Regions from separate parts of the Zea mays genome. Here region 1 is linked to region 2. The links are chromatin contacts, called in public Hi-C maps. All regions are on one chromosome and are shown on one strand. The core of a region is the stretch at or near the end of the contact, and the rest is flanking DNA. Distances in the headings are between cores, read along the strand shown. Region 1 holds the start of LOC103635657 (putative disease resistance RPP13-like protein 1). Region 2 holds the start of LOC100193903.

Region 1 (7,411 bases), core at 3,145-5,644, 310 kb before region 2:
GAAATTCGGTCAAAAACAGTGGAACCCGATCGGGAAAAGCGAAATTCGGTTATTTAAACAGTTAGGAAAATACGAAATTCAGGTGAAATTCGATTAAATCCCATTTTCAGAAACATGCAGAATCAGGTTCCTTAAAACCTGAAGCGTTTTGCAGCGCTCTCCGCGTTCGGCGCATCTTCAGCCGATCGCGTGCTGACGCGTGCGCTGCAGCTTGACCTGAGATTTCCGTTCGACGCGTCGCCTCTCCCTCTTCTACGCCACGTTCCAGCGTATGACGTACCCGATAGTCATTCGCTTACGACGCAAGTACGCATACAACTCTCGCCATGTCGTCTGGTCTGTCACAGCAGTCGAGGGGCATGGGCGAGGCCGTCCTTCAGTGTCAGCAGAGGACGTGTAGGGCCCCACCTTTGCCGTCCTCTAATTCTTAACCTCACTGGTCTACCCGCCCTACATTCTTATCTTCCCACCAGCCTCCCTCCCACAGTCCCACCTCGCCCTCCTGCCCTCCCGATGACGTCCTCTCTGCCTCCAACCACCCTCTCTCCCACCTCGCCCACCTGCCCTCCCGATGAGGTACCCTCTCTGCCTTTGATTTCGTTGGACTGTGCCCGACCCCAGTCTCGGCCGCGTCCACCGGTGTGGCCTCACCCACGGTCGCCTCCCCGATCCGAGGAGCCCCGCCGACATCCCCACTGCAGCGCCCTTGCCGGCCTCCCCGCTGCTGCACCTCGCATCGGCGTCGTCCGTCGTCGACGCGTCCGGGTCCTCCTCCCCGGCCTTTGCCCACCCTGCCCACGTCCACCGGCATGGCCTCACCCTCTGTCGCCTCCCCAATCCGGTCGAGCCCCATCGACATCCCCACCGCCGCGCCATTGCTGGCCTCCCCTCCGTGGCGCCTCGCGGCGGCACCGTCCGCCGTCGACGCGTCCGGGTCCAGGCCAGGTAGAGGAAAGCCGCGAAACCCATGAGGGTCACGAGGAACCCCGATCCCCCGAAGCCGATGCCGAGGGCTGGGCCGACGGATACGAAGGGCGAAGGAGAGTAGAAGGGAGCGGCCGTGTACCCGCCCCTGGGAGCCGGCGCGCTGTACCCGTAGGATCGAGGCGAGGAGGAGCGCGAGGAGAAGGCCGACCCGCCGACGCGCCCGCCCGAGGCGGCCAGCGCCGCCGCGTGCGGCCCGCCCGCCGATGCCGCGGCGAGCAGCACACCGGCCAGGAGGAGCGCGAGCGCGGGCCGCTTGAGCGCCTCGAGGGAGTCGAGCACGGCCATAGCAATCACCACACCACCCCTGTGCCCCAACAATGGCGGCTCGCCAGCAGCACCGCCATAGCTTTTTACTGGTCTCGCTCTCCCTCCTGGCCACCAGCGCGTAAGGCCACCTCATCTCTGCTGGCAGCCCATTCGCGCCGCTCGTCTTAGTGATCTGCCTCTCGGGCTCCCGGCTGGCCACGGGTGCGGCGACGACCTGGGAGAGGTGCGAGCAGTCCTATGGCTTCCTCCCCTGCACCGCCACTGTCTTCAAGAACCTCTTCCTCATGCTGGAGTACGCCTTCCTCATGTACAAGGTGACCACGTACCTATTGGTGGGGAGTGAGCTGCTACTCGGAATCATGGGGGCCGGCCTCGTCGGCAGACTCCTCCTCCCCATCCTCAGCTCCCTCCCCGACGCTCTCCTCATGGTCAGTTTCCTCTCCGTTCGCTCGCCTCATTCTGTGCTTTGTTGTGATACATCACTAGATATTCGGTTGTTGGCTCCATGGTTCGAGTCCGTCTAGAGCTTCCTTCCTTCACACTTTCAGTGTAGAAAGGGTCGCCGAACTGCTTTTGCGATTGGCAGGGGCCGCAGGTCAAAAGCAATCGTAGTGGTGATGGTCTAATTGGAGTTGAAAACATGTTTTCACTTTCATTTCTTTAACGCTTTCCTGTCACATGCTCCTATTTCATAGGCCTACTGTTTCTAGCAGTCTAATTTGCTTTGACATTGGATCGAAGTATAAACTTTTGGTTATTCCTTTTTACGGAGCCCTGGATCGAACAAGCCCCTATCAAACTGCTATTAAACAAATAGTTTTGGTGAAGAAAAGGCAGGATCAGAGCTATTTTCCTACCATGAAGATGGAGCCATGAAAACGTTTTCATCTCCTTGACATGACAAATATTATAACAAAACTCGGATACAAGCCTTTTTTCCTAATGTTTTGTAAGACAACTTCAATTCTATAAAAAAACTGCTTCACAAGAGGATCCATACCTAGAGTCACATTTAGAAGGCATTGTCTTACCATATTGTCCCTTAAATCAAAGTTATGAGGATAAAACCATGAATTCTATATTCGATCACAGGTCCCTAGATAGTAAATAGAAGTATATAACCATAACTGCAAAAATCATAAACAAAACAAAGACACTCCTTGTTGTTGCTGCTACCTTCCGGCAGGTGGGTTAGACCACAGAATTAGAGATGTCCCATCTTTCGTTCAAAAGCATAGATGTGGACAGCGGCATATCCTGATGGTCTGAATACCTAACTGCTGAAGAACCAATTCCTTCGGCATTGACAACCTAGAGGAACATAGGTGTTGTTGTGCCACAAGGCCCCTTTGCCGGTATCCACAAACATCTTTAGATGGAGCCAGTGGTTCAGCTGTCAAAGGTTGCAGAAGGCTTGCTGGCCAAAATGTACCTGCTGAATAGCATCCTGGACTATTAGATCCAAACACACACATTCTCAGATGCATTTTGGAAAGCAGGTGTCTTTCCAAATTTCCTAAAAATTTGCGTCACGGTGTCAAAAAAAATTCAGAACATCCTAACAAGCTGCAGCCGGAAAGGGTAAAGGATTCAATATTCTTTTATTGTTCACATCTCTTTGTGGTTCATTCCTAGAGTTTATTTGGTTTAACACAGTGGTGAGTCATTCACTCTAATGCTGTGCAGGTAGATAAGTTTGGTCTTGATGCTTTAAACGAGAATGTTGAAGGTTAAATGCATAATCCTGATCAAGAGCATAATCATGAGCAGTGAATCATGGTATGTGCTAATTGCTAAGCATATAAAGAAATCAAAACTTTTAGGGAAACCCCCCTCTTTCTTTTAGTAAAAAACGTGTTGCAATCCAAAACAATGTGTGGTACCACCCAAATCTTTCCAAATTGTGAAAAATGGATTGCATCAATTAATCTGAGTTTTACTATATTGTGCTCTCACTAAGCAAGCATATTTGTTGAACTTATATTATGTAGTACCTCACCTACTCTAATTATGTGGTGACTTGTTTCACTTGCAGCTCAGTTAAGAAGGTTACTGATTTCTAGGGCTACACTTATGTTTCATTAACGGCAAAAAATGTTGTTGATTTCATAAGCAGCATCAGAAAGAACCATGTTGTCATTATTTCAAGTTTAGATTCTGCAAAGAGGAGGGTAATTGATGCATCCAGGTAACTGAAATGTCTAGCTTCAGCAATCTCATTGTTGCTTGAATGTTTAGGCGCTTTTACAATTTCTCGCCTGCATCAATTAATCTATGAGCCTTATCTTTACGTTTCACCAGAAGATGGTAAAAAGGATGCTGGGTTGACATATGGACATAGTTCTGATAAGGATGCCACTGTTCTTTCAATGTTGATGTAATGAAAATCCTTTGATGATATAGATGTGTATTATCTTTTGGAGCTGTACTAAAGTCTATCGGACTACGTTGTTTTATTAAAACTAAATCTGGACATAGCCATATGAGCTGCTGCCCTGTTTGGTGTTACCAACACTACATGTCGTGTTGAATTTGTTTAGTACTCGAGACAAGTCTATCGTTTTTATTTGTTAAAGCCTATTGGTATATAATCATTGTGACTTTATTTGTCTAATTTTGGTGCCACATTAAACTATTTATCCTATATGGTGTAACATATGGTTTAATTTATTCCTCTGCGTGCATGAGGTGTCCAGCGCCCGATAGGGCGCTTCCTTTTCTAGTTCAGATAAAAACGGGATGTGTAACCCTGGTCCTGAAGTCAGTCAATGCACAGAAGCATAGGGTCGTTACCGGTAGGGATGAAAATGGTCGAAAGTGTTTTTGATCGTTTTTATTACGAATAAATAGGATATAGAATATACTGTACACATTTGTATTTTTTTTCTTTTAACACTGAGCTTGTAAAGATTTATAAAAGATAAATCTCAAATTTATTCTATATTTTCTCGAATGATATATATACAAATTCGCTATTGATTCCGAAACAAATGCGGTATTTTTTTTCATTTTTTGTTATTGTAGAGAATAAATAATGTATAAAACAATTTATGCAATATTTTATTTTTATTTGTAACGTAAAAAATCAACATCAAATTATCTATTTAAAAATATTAAATTTATTTTTATAGTTCAGATTACCATTTTTTATCCCTAGCTGCCGGAAGGATACTCTCGAGGAAATTGGACGGAAACTTCCCCGTCATAGCTCGGAGAACCACTCGAGGCCTCGTCCGGTTGGTGAGCGCGGCACCCCGCTCCCACAAGGCCCGTCGCAGCCGCTGACTCCATCGGTCCTCACTGTCCTGTAGTCTCCTTGGTCACCCAACATCCGCGCGCTGTGCGCAGCCTCGATCTCCGATCGGCGAGATGGCGGAGACGTTGGCCGGCTGGCTGGTGTGCCCGATCATCAAGATCGTGATGGATAAGGCAAAATCTTGCGCTTCCGACAGGATCAAGAGCCTGGGCGACGGCGTCCCCAAGGCGCTCAAGCGGATGGAGCACTTGCTGTATCAGCTCCGCGCCGTGGGGGCCGCCGTCCAGCGGCGGGGCTCTCCGAACGGATGCGGGGACCCGGACTTCCGTGAGTGGCTACAGCAGCTCATGGATGCCGTGTACGAGGCCCTAGACGTCGTCGATGACTTCGACGACTCTATGCCGCCGCCTGAATCCCCCGTCGCCAGGGTCAGCAAGCGGATCTTCGGCACCGACGAGCGCGTCAACAGGCTCAACGATGTCGTCGACAAGCTGGAAGCCATCTCCAAAGCCTCGCCGACACTGATTCTGACGGCGGAGGCCAACGCGTCGGCGTCGCGCGAACAGAGCGGTCACCTGCCCCCGCTCGGCCGCATCACGGCCTCGCTGCGCCACCACAAGGACGTGGTGGTTGGGCGCGACTGGGAGCTGCAAAATATGGTGTCCTGGCTCGTCGGCGCAGGCGGCGACGCCCAGGTTGTCTCTGTCCCCATCGCGGCGATCATAGGACATGGCGGGATGGGGAAGACCACGCTGGCGCAGGTCCTGTTAGAGGACCCGAATGTGGTCTCCACCTTTGAAATCAAAATCTGGATCCAGCCTTTCCCGACGGACAACGAGCTTGAGCTTGCCAAGAAGATCCTCCTGGGCGCCGACGTGGGCGTCGACGCCTTCGACGGGCTGACGAATTTCGACTTGCTACTGAAAAAGATAAAGGAGAAAGTCTCGTTGCGCAAGTTCCTGCTGGTGATCGACGACGTCTGGAACAAGGAGAACATGGGTCAGCATGAGTACCGAGAGATGTGGTCCAAGGTGCTGGCGCCCCTCAGCCACGGGGAAAGGGGAAGCAGGATCGTGGTCACCACCCGTCAAAAGATGGTAGCGAATTTGCTGTCCGCAAGCATGGAGGTCCGGTTGGATGACTTGCCGGCCAATGACATCTGGTCTCTGTTCAAGAGGTATGCCTTCGGTGGCGAGGACATTGATGGTCAGCCTTGTGCACTGCAGGACATCGGAAGGAAAATTGCCCAAAAGCTCAAGGGGTCTCCAATGCTCGCCAAGGCCGTTGGGCAGATGCTTGAAGGCAACCCCAGTGTCTCCCACTGGAGGAAGGTGCTTGAGATGGACATCTTCGACAATGTTTCCAAGACATTAGAGTTGTGCTACCAGAATTTACCGGGCCACCTGCAACCATGCTTCGCAATCTGCAGCTTATTCCCCAAGAACTGGAGGTTCAAGCGCGATAAGCTGGTGAAGATTTGGATGGCCCTTGGTTTCGTGCAGGCAGCGGATGGGAAATTGGAGGATCTGGGAAGTGACTACTTCGATCAGCTTGTGGCCAGGTCCTTTTTCCATAGGCAGAAGGTGGGGCGTCGGAGTTACTATTACATCCACGACCTTATGCATGATTTGGCCAAGAAGGTTTCTCGGTTTGATTGTGTGAGAGTTGAAGATGCAAAGAAGGAGATCCCCAAGACAGTTCGGCACCTGTCTGTCTGCAGTGATACCGTGGCACAGCTCAAGAGCCGACCTGAGCTTAAAAGATTGCACACGTTGCTGATTCTCAAGAGCCCTTCCTCTTCGCTGGATCAACTGCCAGGAGATCTTTTCACAGAGCTGAAAAGCCTTCGAGTTCTTGGTTTGGAAGACTGCAATATCATTCGCCTACCGGAGAGGATTGGGAACCTTAAGTACATCAGATACCTGGCACTTTGCAAATCAATCACCAAGCTTCCACAAGCACTGACAAGGCTCTATCGTCTTCAGACCTTAAGTAGTCCTAAGGGGTCTGGCCTTGAGGTCCCGGAAGATATCGTAAACCTGACGCGTCTGAGACATTTGGACATGGATACATCCAAAATCACCGGCATTGGGAAACTGGTTCACCTGCAGGGATCTGTCAAGTTCCATGTTAAAAATGAAAAAGGCCATACTTTAGGAGACTTGAATGGTATGAATGGTCTTCGTAAAGAGCTTCATATCAAGAATCTTGATCTTGTAGCGGATAAACAAGAAGCCTGCCAGGCTGGGCTAAACAAGAAGGAGAATGTTAAGGTCCTGGAATTAGAATGGAACTCGACTGGTAAGATTGTGCCCTCTAGTGAGGCTGATGTCTTGGATGGCCTTGAACCCAACCAATATGTTAAAAAGCTTACTGTTAGAAGATATCATGGTGATAGATCACCAAACTGGCTTAACACAAGCTTGAAAGTGAGTGTCTTCTACGTTAAATACCTGCATTTGGTCAACTGCAGAAAATGGGAGGTCCTGCCTCCTCTGGGGCAGCTTCCATGCCTCAAGGCTTTGCGTCTGAAAGAGATGTGTGCAGTGAAAAAAATCAGCTTCCGTGACTTCTATGGAACCAAATCGACTGCGTTTCCATCTTTGGAGGAACTTGAATTCGATGATATGCCTCAATGGGTTGAGTGGACCCAAGAAGAGAAGAATATCGATGTGCTACCTAAACTCCGTAGGCTGAAGCTTTTGAACTGTCCCAAGCTCGTTAGGTTGCCCCAGCTCCCTCTGTCCGTGAGGAAGGTCTCGGTAAAAAATACAGGATTTGTTTCACAGCTGAAACTATCCCCCTGCTCTTCCTCGCCATCAAACGCGTGCAAGTTTAAATTAGATACGTGCTCTGCCACCATCCTTACAAATGGCTTAATGCACCAGCAACATAAGGAAT
Region 2 (7,448 bases), core at 3,539-6,038:
AGGAAAATGTATGGGAGGTGGAGGTGGGGGAGCTATCGGGAAATGTATCCCTTGGGTTTGTGCTAGTTGCTACTAAATTGTCGAATTCATTAATGTCAGTGTTTTAAATCAATACATAACTTAAAGTGAAAGATCTTTTTGAACTTACTTATATCAGTGCTTACTGTTATTGAAATTGAGCAGCATAGTATTCTTATCGCGTAGCATGTTGCCTCAAGTATTCCTCCTGGACCCTCTGTCACTCATGATGTTGCTTAAGCTCTTGTCATAGTCACTCAACTTCTGCTATATCCTGAGTAGAGCGACAGGAGCTACGAGCAACAGACCTCGATGAGCCTCCCCTTTGAACTATCACCTGGCTCGAGTCGATGGCATTATCGAACATCGAGTACCTTCAAACAAGTAACATCACAATACATTCAAAATAAATGTATTATACTTGAACCGATGAAACAAGATAAGGTATGTAGAGTCCACACCTTACATGAGGTTTTCCACCACTTGCATACATAACCTGTGGATCAATAAGTGCGGTCCTCCAGTCGTAGTTCGATCCGTGCTGACTAGACATCGCCTCGCCATATACAGCCTCCATACAAAAGAACAATGAAATCTTACATACAAAAATTCATATGAACATAATCTAGCTACAAAGCATTTCAAAACACTCACCAGATGATCTGTTGCCTTTTGGCTACACAACACATCTGGATTTGTAGGATCTGGTCCTCTGTGTCCCCTAAGGCATATTTGAACATCATTGGGTGCTACACCACTGCTAGCTTCATGTACGTACATTTGACAAACATTATAACCAGAAATTACAGCAAGTCAACTACAATCAACAAAAAGAAAATATATTGTACTTACCATTCGTTTTGCCAAATGAAAGTGATCATCACCTCCATACTTTTGATACGACTCGGTTCCAAGATTGGAACTTTGTCGCATAGACCTTGCCTTAAAATCATCCGAAGCCTAATAACGGTATAAGGCACGCCAATCAACATCATCTGTGCTGATTCTTGACAGAGCAAAAGCACGATAAATAAAATTCTTTGTCTTTCTTATCCACTCCGTTGAGGGATCATTCATACGCCAACCTTCATACATACATCGACGGTCCTCACCTACCATTTTTTATGCTAAAACAATAGAACACATAATTCAGATTTTTCGGTACTAAACACATATCGATCGTGTCACTACGTCTATAGAAAAAGATAGGTCATAAACCCACCCATTAGTGAGTATTTATGACGAGCAACGAGTCCGAACGAAATTTTGGCAGCATAACCCCGATGTTATCCATTTGCACACCCATATATGGTGCAATGGAGAACAAAAAGGTTATCACCGAAATCTCGTTCGGACCCATCATCGTCATAAATCCATAGCTTTATCGCCCACTAACAAGCTGTCAAAAAAGGGACAATTCTAGACCAATACAAGTCACATATGACTCGTGTCAATACGGAACGAGCGACACATAGGTTTCACAATACCACGACAATTTTGCGAAAATATTACTAACACGTAACAAACAGGAGGCTAACATAATTAAATTATATATGCACCAACTAGCTTATTAAGTTGATTAACTTGATTAACATAACTTCCTACGGTTTAAAAACAGTTAACTCTCAGAAGTTATTACATTTAATAAAAATACAATAAAACCACTCGGAAGTTACTTGAAGCAACGAAACATGAAATAGTAGCACGATGATGCTCAAACAACGGGTCGAGGCGGAGGCACGGATTAACGTTGTAGAGGCCGACAAGGACAACGGTGTCGATGCCGAGATTGACAGACGTGGACGATGCTGCGCGGAGGGGTCAACGGCGGTGCACAGGATCGAACACGAGGGCCGGCCTTGCTGTGCTGGAGCGGTGTTGGGGCAAACATGGTGGGGGCGCGACCTACGACGCAGTGAGGGGCGAGGCCGGTGCAGGGGCACTGCCGTGGTGGCTGTTGAAGCGCGGCCGGGCGAGCACAACAGGGCGCGGCCGTGGCAGCTAGCGTCCGGGCGAGCTGGGTGGTGCGGGGTGAGGCCGACGAGCAGGTCAGGGCAGGGCGGGTCCGGCGAGTAGGGCCGGCTTGCAGCGGCGACGCGGGCACGGTGGCTTGCAACACGACTGGGGGAGAAGGTAGGACTGGGCATAAAACCCGAGCCCGAAGCCCTTACCCAAAATACCCGAACCCGTACCCGTTTAACCCGATGCCCGTTACCCGAACAATTTCAACGGGTAACAAAACTAAATACCCGAACTAAGTTTGGGCCTAATCGGGTATTCACCCGCGGTACCCGAAGTACCCATTCTACCCGAACTGGTCCTAGCCGTGGGCTGTTGCCTGTTGGGCTGCGCTGTTGGCGTGGGCTACTGGGCTGTGCAGCCTGTGCCGCTGCTTCTGCCTACTCCGTGTCCGGAGTCCGGCTGCCCCTGATCCCATCCCAGCCGTCCCAGCAAAGCAAGGCAGCAACCCTAGGTCCCTAGCTCAGTAGCTCCCAGGCGGCCGACGGGCCGACCGCCGACGGTGTCCTCCTCCAGGCTCCATTCCGGCTCCTCCCAAGCTCCCAGGCCCAGCACCGCAGTGCGCGCAGACGCACAGTCCTCCTCCCAGCCCGCTCCCAGCGCACTCCTCTCATCCTCTGTCCCATTCTCTGTCCCAAGGCTCAGGCTGCAGCCTGCAGGCACACGCGCACACGCGCCCGGCGTTTAATTTAGCACAAAGCTAAATTAAATTTCTGTTGGCGACTGGCGTTTAATTTCTGTTGGGCGTTTAGCACAAAGCTGTTGGGTGTCCGTGGATCTTCGTCCTAGTTGGCTGTTAGCACAAAGCTGCTGGAGTTTAATATCTGTTGCGTTGCTTTGGAACCGTAGCAGTTTACTTAATGATTATCTTCGTCCTAGTTGGCTGTTAGCACAAAGCTGCTGGAGTTTAATTTCTGCTGCAGTTTACTTAATGATTATCTTCGTCATATAGATGTCTTGTACTCTTGTAGTCTTGTGTATGATTTATAATACCGGGTACCCGAATTCTACCCAAACCCAAACCCGAAATTGCGGGTACCCGAAATTGCGGGTACCCGAAAGTTTGGGTACGAGTACGAGTTCTACTGTTGAAAACCCGAAATATAAAAAACCCAAAAAACCCGACCCGAAATTTCGGGTAAACCCGAACGCCCAGTCCTAGGAGAAGGTATGAGGCGTCGAATGCTTGGCGAATAGCAGACGACACCGTTAGTGTTAAAAACTAACTTTCGAGATGCTAAGTGAATACCGTCGAAAGTTACCTTATCTTCTAAGAGGTTGTTTAGTCACCGTCAGAAGTTAGGCGCTTCCAGTTGACTACGGCTGTCGGTCAAAGCCCTACGAGTTAACTTTCGAGAGCCCGCACTAAAACCGTTGGAAGTTGTCTCGCAGTACCACTCGGAAGTTATGCTAACTTCTTAGAGATTGCAGTACCCTTTCAGAAGTTATTAACTTCCTAACGTTTCTATAGAAAGCAGTAGAAAAATAGTAAGCCGTAGGAAATTTACATTTTTTATGTAGTGTTGGTCAAAAAATTATAGGACATCCTTTCAAGTGCCCCAAATATACTACACCACAGTGGGCTGTCCTATAATCTAGATTTAAAACTTCGTTGTCGGAGTAGAATATTTTATTGGTGTCCTAAATTCTATAAATTATATTCATTTTTAAGTTATAGTCATTTTTTATAGTTCACGCATTGGAGATGCTATAACCAAAGTATCCTAACAAGACCTTATTTGGATATCTCTTACTAGGGATGGATTCGGATCGGATACGCATGGAAACAGATTCGAATGTCACTATTTACCATATTTTAATTCGAATACGGATACGAATACGAATACTATCGGATACGAATACAAAACAGATAGTTCGAATTCGGATTTATATTCGGATACTTACTTGATTTAGAACATAGCATCATAACAAGTATTAATTTGTTTTATCGATGGATTTATAGTTGATAAAAATCACATTACAAGCAAATTATGAACAATAGTACATATACATTATTTAGTTGAAACTTAGTTGAATATCATATTTTTAAATAAAATATTTATATTTTGGACTCTAATTATAATCTTTTTGTATATTAAGTATTTGTATTTTGGACTCAAACTCCAATAATCTAATGTATTCAAAATTATAATTTTTAATATTATTAAAATTTATCATTGTATATCACTAGTACTGTAAGATTAACACGGTCATTTGTTTATGATATAAATATTTTTAACATTTTAAATAGTGTACTTCAGTTTTTAGTATATTATTTAATATTTAAAATCACTTGTAATTAGTAATTAGTAATAAAAGTAAGTTTAAATTGATTTTATTAAGTGCTTTTTTCTTTCGGATACGAATAGTATCGGATATTTCACGGTTTTGTCGAATGTTGTCGAATACGAATCTTAAATCGGATAGAGAAGAAACGAATTCGGATATGTCTATTTAACATCCATATTAAAATCGAATACGAATACGGATATCCATATTAGCGCTTTATCCGAATACGAATACGGATATTTCGGATCTCCAGACATCCGAATCCATCCCTATCTCTTACCCCTCCCCCCTCTCCTGCTCTCCCTCCCCCTTTGACCCTCCCCCTTGACCCTTCTCTTCCTCTTTCCGTCGCCGCTCCCATCAATCTTTTCCCTCCTCTCAGCGTTACCAAGGGCTATAACAAAACGACGACGACGACGAAAGAGATGCGATAAGATCTCGTTTGGGCCCTCAGCGGGATTACTTCGGAGCCCGTTTACACATGTCCAGCCCAGCTTTGTCTCAGGCCTTAATAGCCCAGCTCTGCCCGAGACGCCCTCCCACGGTCGTTTGTGTTTCCTTCTCCGTCAGCCGCGCCGCCGCCCGCCTCCCCAACTGTCAGGCGCCGCGATGGAGGCTCTCCACGAGGAGATGCCCTTCGACCTCGACTTCCACCCGTCGTCTCCGCTCGTCGTCACCTCCATCATCACCGGAGAGCTCTGCCTGTACGCCCTCCGCACCGCACAAACCGAAACTCCAAGCTTCCCGTCCCAGTTTGCTTGTTCTAACGCTTTTCCAATCTGGTTGGTTTCACAGGTTCCGCTACGGCCCGGAGTCGCAGCCTGAGAGGTACATACGGAAGCTCTGTTATTGCTCATGATCTGTTAGTTTCGCACTTAGAATTCCGCCTCGCGGCGCTCGGCACTGTGTTGCTTTGTTTGCAGCATCGGATTAGTGTTCCTTGGTCTTTGATTAGGCGTGCACAAAGTTTCTATAACTATGTAGTCTCTATCTACGGAGGACATATCCTGTGCAATCACTCATTTGGTGCAAGCGTGCAACCAAACCATCCAGAGCATCCAATCTAGATCCAACGGTTTCATATGAAAGGGGTTAAAAGTAAAATAGGTATTATGTTTCAGGTGGAAGGGGTTAAATGTAAAATAACAGTTATCATTAGATCTAGATTAGATGCACCAAATCGTTTGATTGCACGCTTGCACCAATATAAGTGATTGCATAAGATATTTCCCCCTATCCTACGGGCCTGAATTGAATTGCAAAAATAGAAATGCCATGTGGTTAGTGCATTCCGTGATTCTGGAGTCTTTGATTGAGGCTATGCACTTATGCTTTGGCAATCCGAAGGTTGATTCCAACCTTAGAGATTGACATTCACTTCGTTCTTGTTTGATACTAAGGTTACTTTTGTTAAAAGCCCACAAGGAGTCATGCAGAGCTGTTCGTTTTGTGGACTCAGGAAAAGGTAATGTCTTTTGTTATTGAATTCTGTTATATACCTGCCAGCCTGTGTACCCGCTTGCACTGCATGTCATAGATCGTTCTGATCTTTGTTTCTTACTCTGTTATGTTTCAAACACGATACTACAAAGTTAGCAGCTTTAAGCTGGCAATGACAATCTGGGACTAATTGGGAGGCAGCACACCTTGATACACCCTGTTGCATGCCTTATGTCCTCTAACCGTATCCTGATGATTTCCTTGATGTTGTGGTTTTGTTCAGTGATTTTGTCAGGGTCAGCTGATTGCTCAGTTCTTGCCTCAGATGTAGAATCGGGCAAGGCCATTGCCCGCTTGGAGGATGCACATGAGTGAGTTTTGTTAGTTTTCAGTGCTAGTGTTTTATTTATTTTCTTTGTGGAACTAAACATTGGCCCATTTGTAACATGATTTTAGGAATGCCATAAACCGCCTTGTCTGTCTTACTGAATCTACAATTGCCACAGGTGATGATGAAGGCTGCATTAAGGTATGGAGCAGCAAGTCTGCTGTCCTAAGATGTATATGTGCTAAAATACAGTTCAGTTTCAATCATTTTGTTTCCAGTACCTTCACATTTTGGGGTCATATGAGGAGAAGCATTAATAAGCTTATTTATATAACAATGCTTGTGCCGAGCATACTGAAATCACTGTTACAGTAATGTTCATGTATGTCTGTTTTTGGACTTATGTGATGTTTATAAGATGGTTCCTTTTGTAGAAGAAAATGTTTTATATGCAATTATCTTCTATTAGATGTATAATTTAGTTTTTGACTTAGTTATCCTCATTTTTAATTTTAGGTATGGGATACCCGGGAGCGATCTTGCTGCAACAGTTTTGAAGTCCACGATGATTACATTTCAGATATGACCTATGTGGCTGAGACAAATCAGATACTGGCCACAAGGTACAACTAGATTCCCTGCAGTTGAGATGTATCAAGCATAGCTGAAATGTTGTTTGCATGGCAAACACCTAAAGATTGTCACCAATCCACTTATTTTATTTCCCTTTTTTTTGTCATGAAGCAGATATAAGTACTCCTGTTTTTAGTTATGCACTTAACCGCTACATCATGTGGAGTAGTTATTAAGTAATTTGATGTGATTTTTTAATACCAGCTAACAAAAGACATTCTATGAATCACTGAAGATGTATTTATTTGCAAACCATTTGTCTGTCGAATTTATCGACATCTATTCGGTGCATTATACAACTAAGGGTTAAACTTCTTTGTTTCCGTGTAGTGGGGATGGAACTTTGTCTGTGAACAACCTGCGGAGGAATAAAGTGAGTTGCTCTTGCATCGACTCTTGCTTATAATGTGTTGAGTTTTGTGTTTTGGGACTTCTTATCAATGGTTATCATTTACTGTTGAATTGTTGTAAGTTAACTTGTAATCTTGTAACTGTTTCTGATTTAATACCAGGTAAGGTCACGATCTGAATTTTCAGAAGATGAGTTGCTATCCTTGGTGTTAATGAAGGTACCTATTTTTGGCAAACAGTTTTTGCTGAGCAACATTTCTCTCCTGTTGTTCATGATAATTGAACTTTAACTTAATTCTTTGTGACTCAGCATGGTAAAAAGGTTGTGTGTGGAACTCCAAGTGGAGCACTCTTATTATATTCATGGGGA

What was found. Hi-C and Micro-C count contacts between places; a contact is called where the count stands out from the background.
Region 1: a contact with region 2 is called in a Hi-C map of leaf, with 2.9 times the contacts expected there. The contact joins the promoter of LOC103635657 here to the promoter of LOC100193903 in region 2. A contact is called at or near these places in 8 of 25 Hi-C or Micro-C datasets (bundle sheath, ear, leaf and 1 more) and 1 of 3 datasets of contacts at active chromatin or transcription factors (leaf).

The regions. Positions count from the first base shown.
Region 1 is chr8:106,611,760-106,619,170 of Zm-B73-REFERENCE-NAM-5.0, reverse strand. LOC103635657 (putative disease resistance RPP13-like protein 1) reads left to right here and starts at 4,394. Exons shown (of 2, transcript XM_008658064.4): 1 at 4,394-7,411. The coding sequence starts at 4,624. It overlaps LOC103635659 (a long non-coding RNA gene), which reads left to right and starts at 2,734. Exons shown (of 3, transcript XR_557535.3): 1 at 2,734-2,835; 2 at 2,941-3,033; 3 at 3,290-3,735.
Region 2 is chr8:106,303,312-106,310,759 of Zm-B73-REFERENCE-NAM-5.0, reverse strand. It overlaps LOC100193903, which reads left to right and starts at 4,788. Exons shown (of 15, transcript NM_001138976.1): 1 at 4,788-5,030; 2 at 5,122-5,154; 3 at 5,727-5,791; 4 at 6,050-6,137; 5 at 6,223-6,295; 6 at 6,611-6,717; 7 at 7,058-7,100; 8 at 7,240-7,296; 9 at 7,389-7,448. The coding sequence starts at 4,936.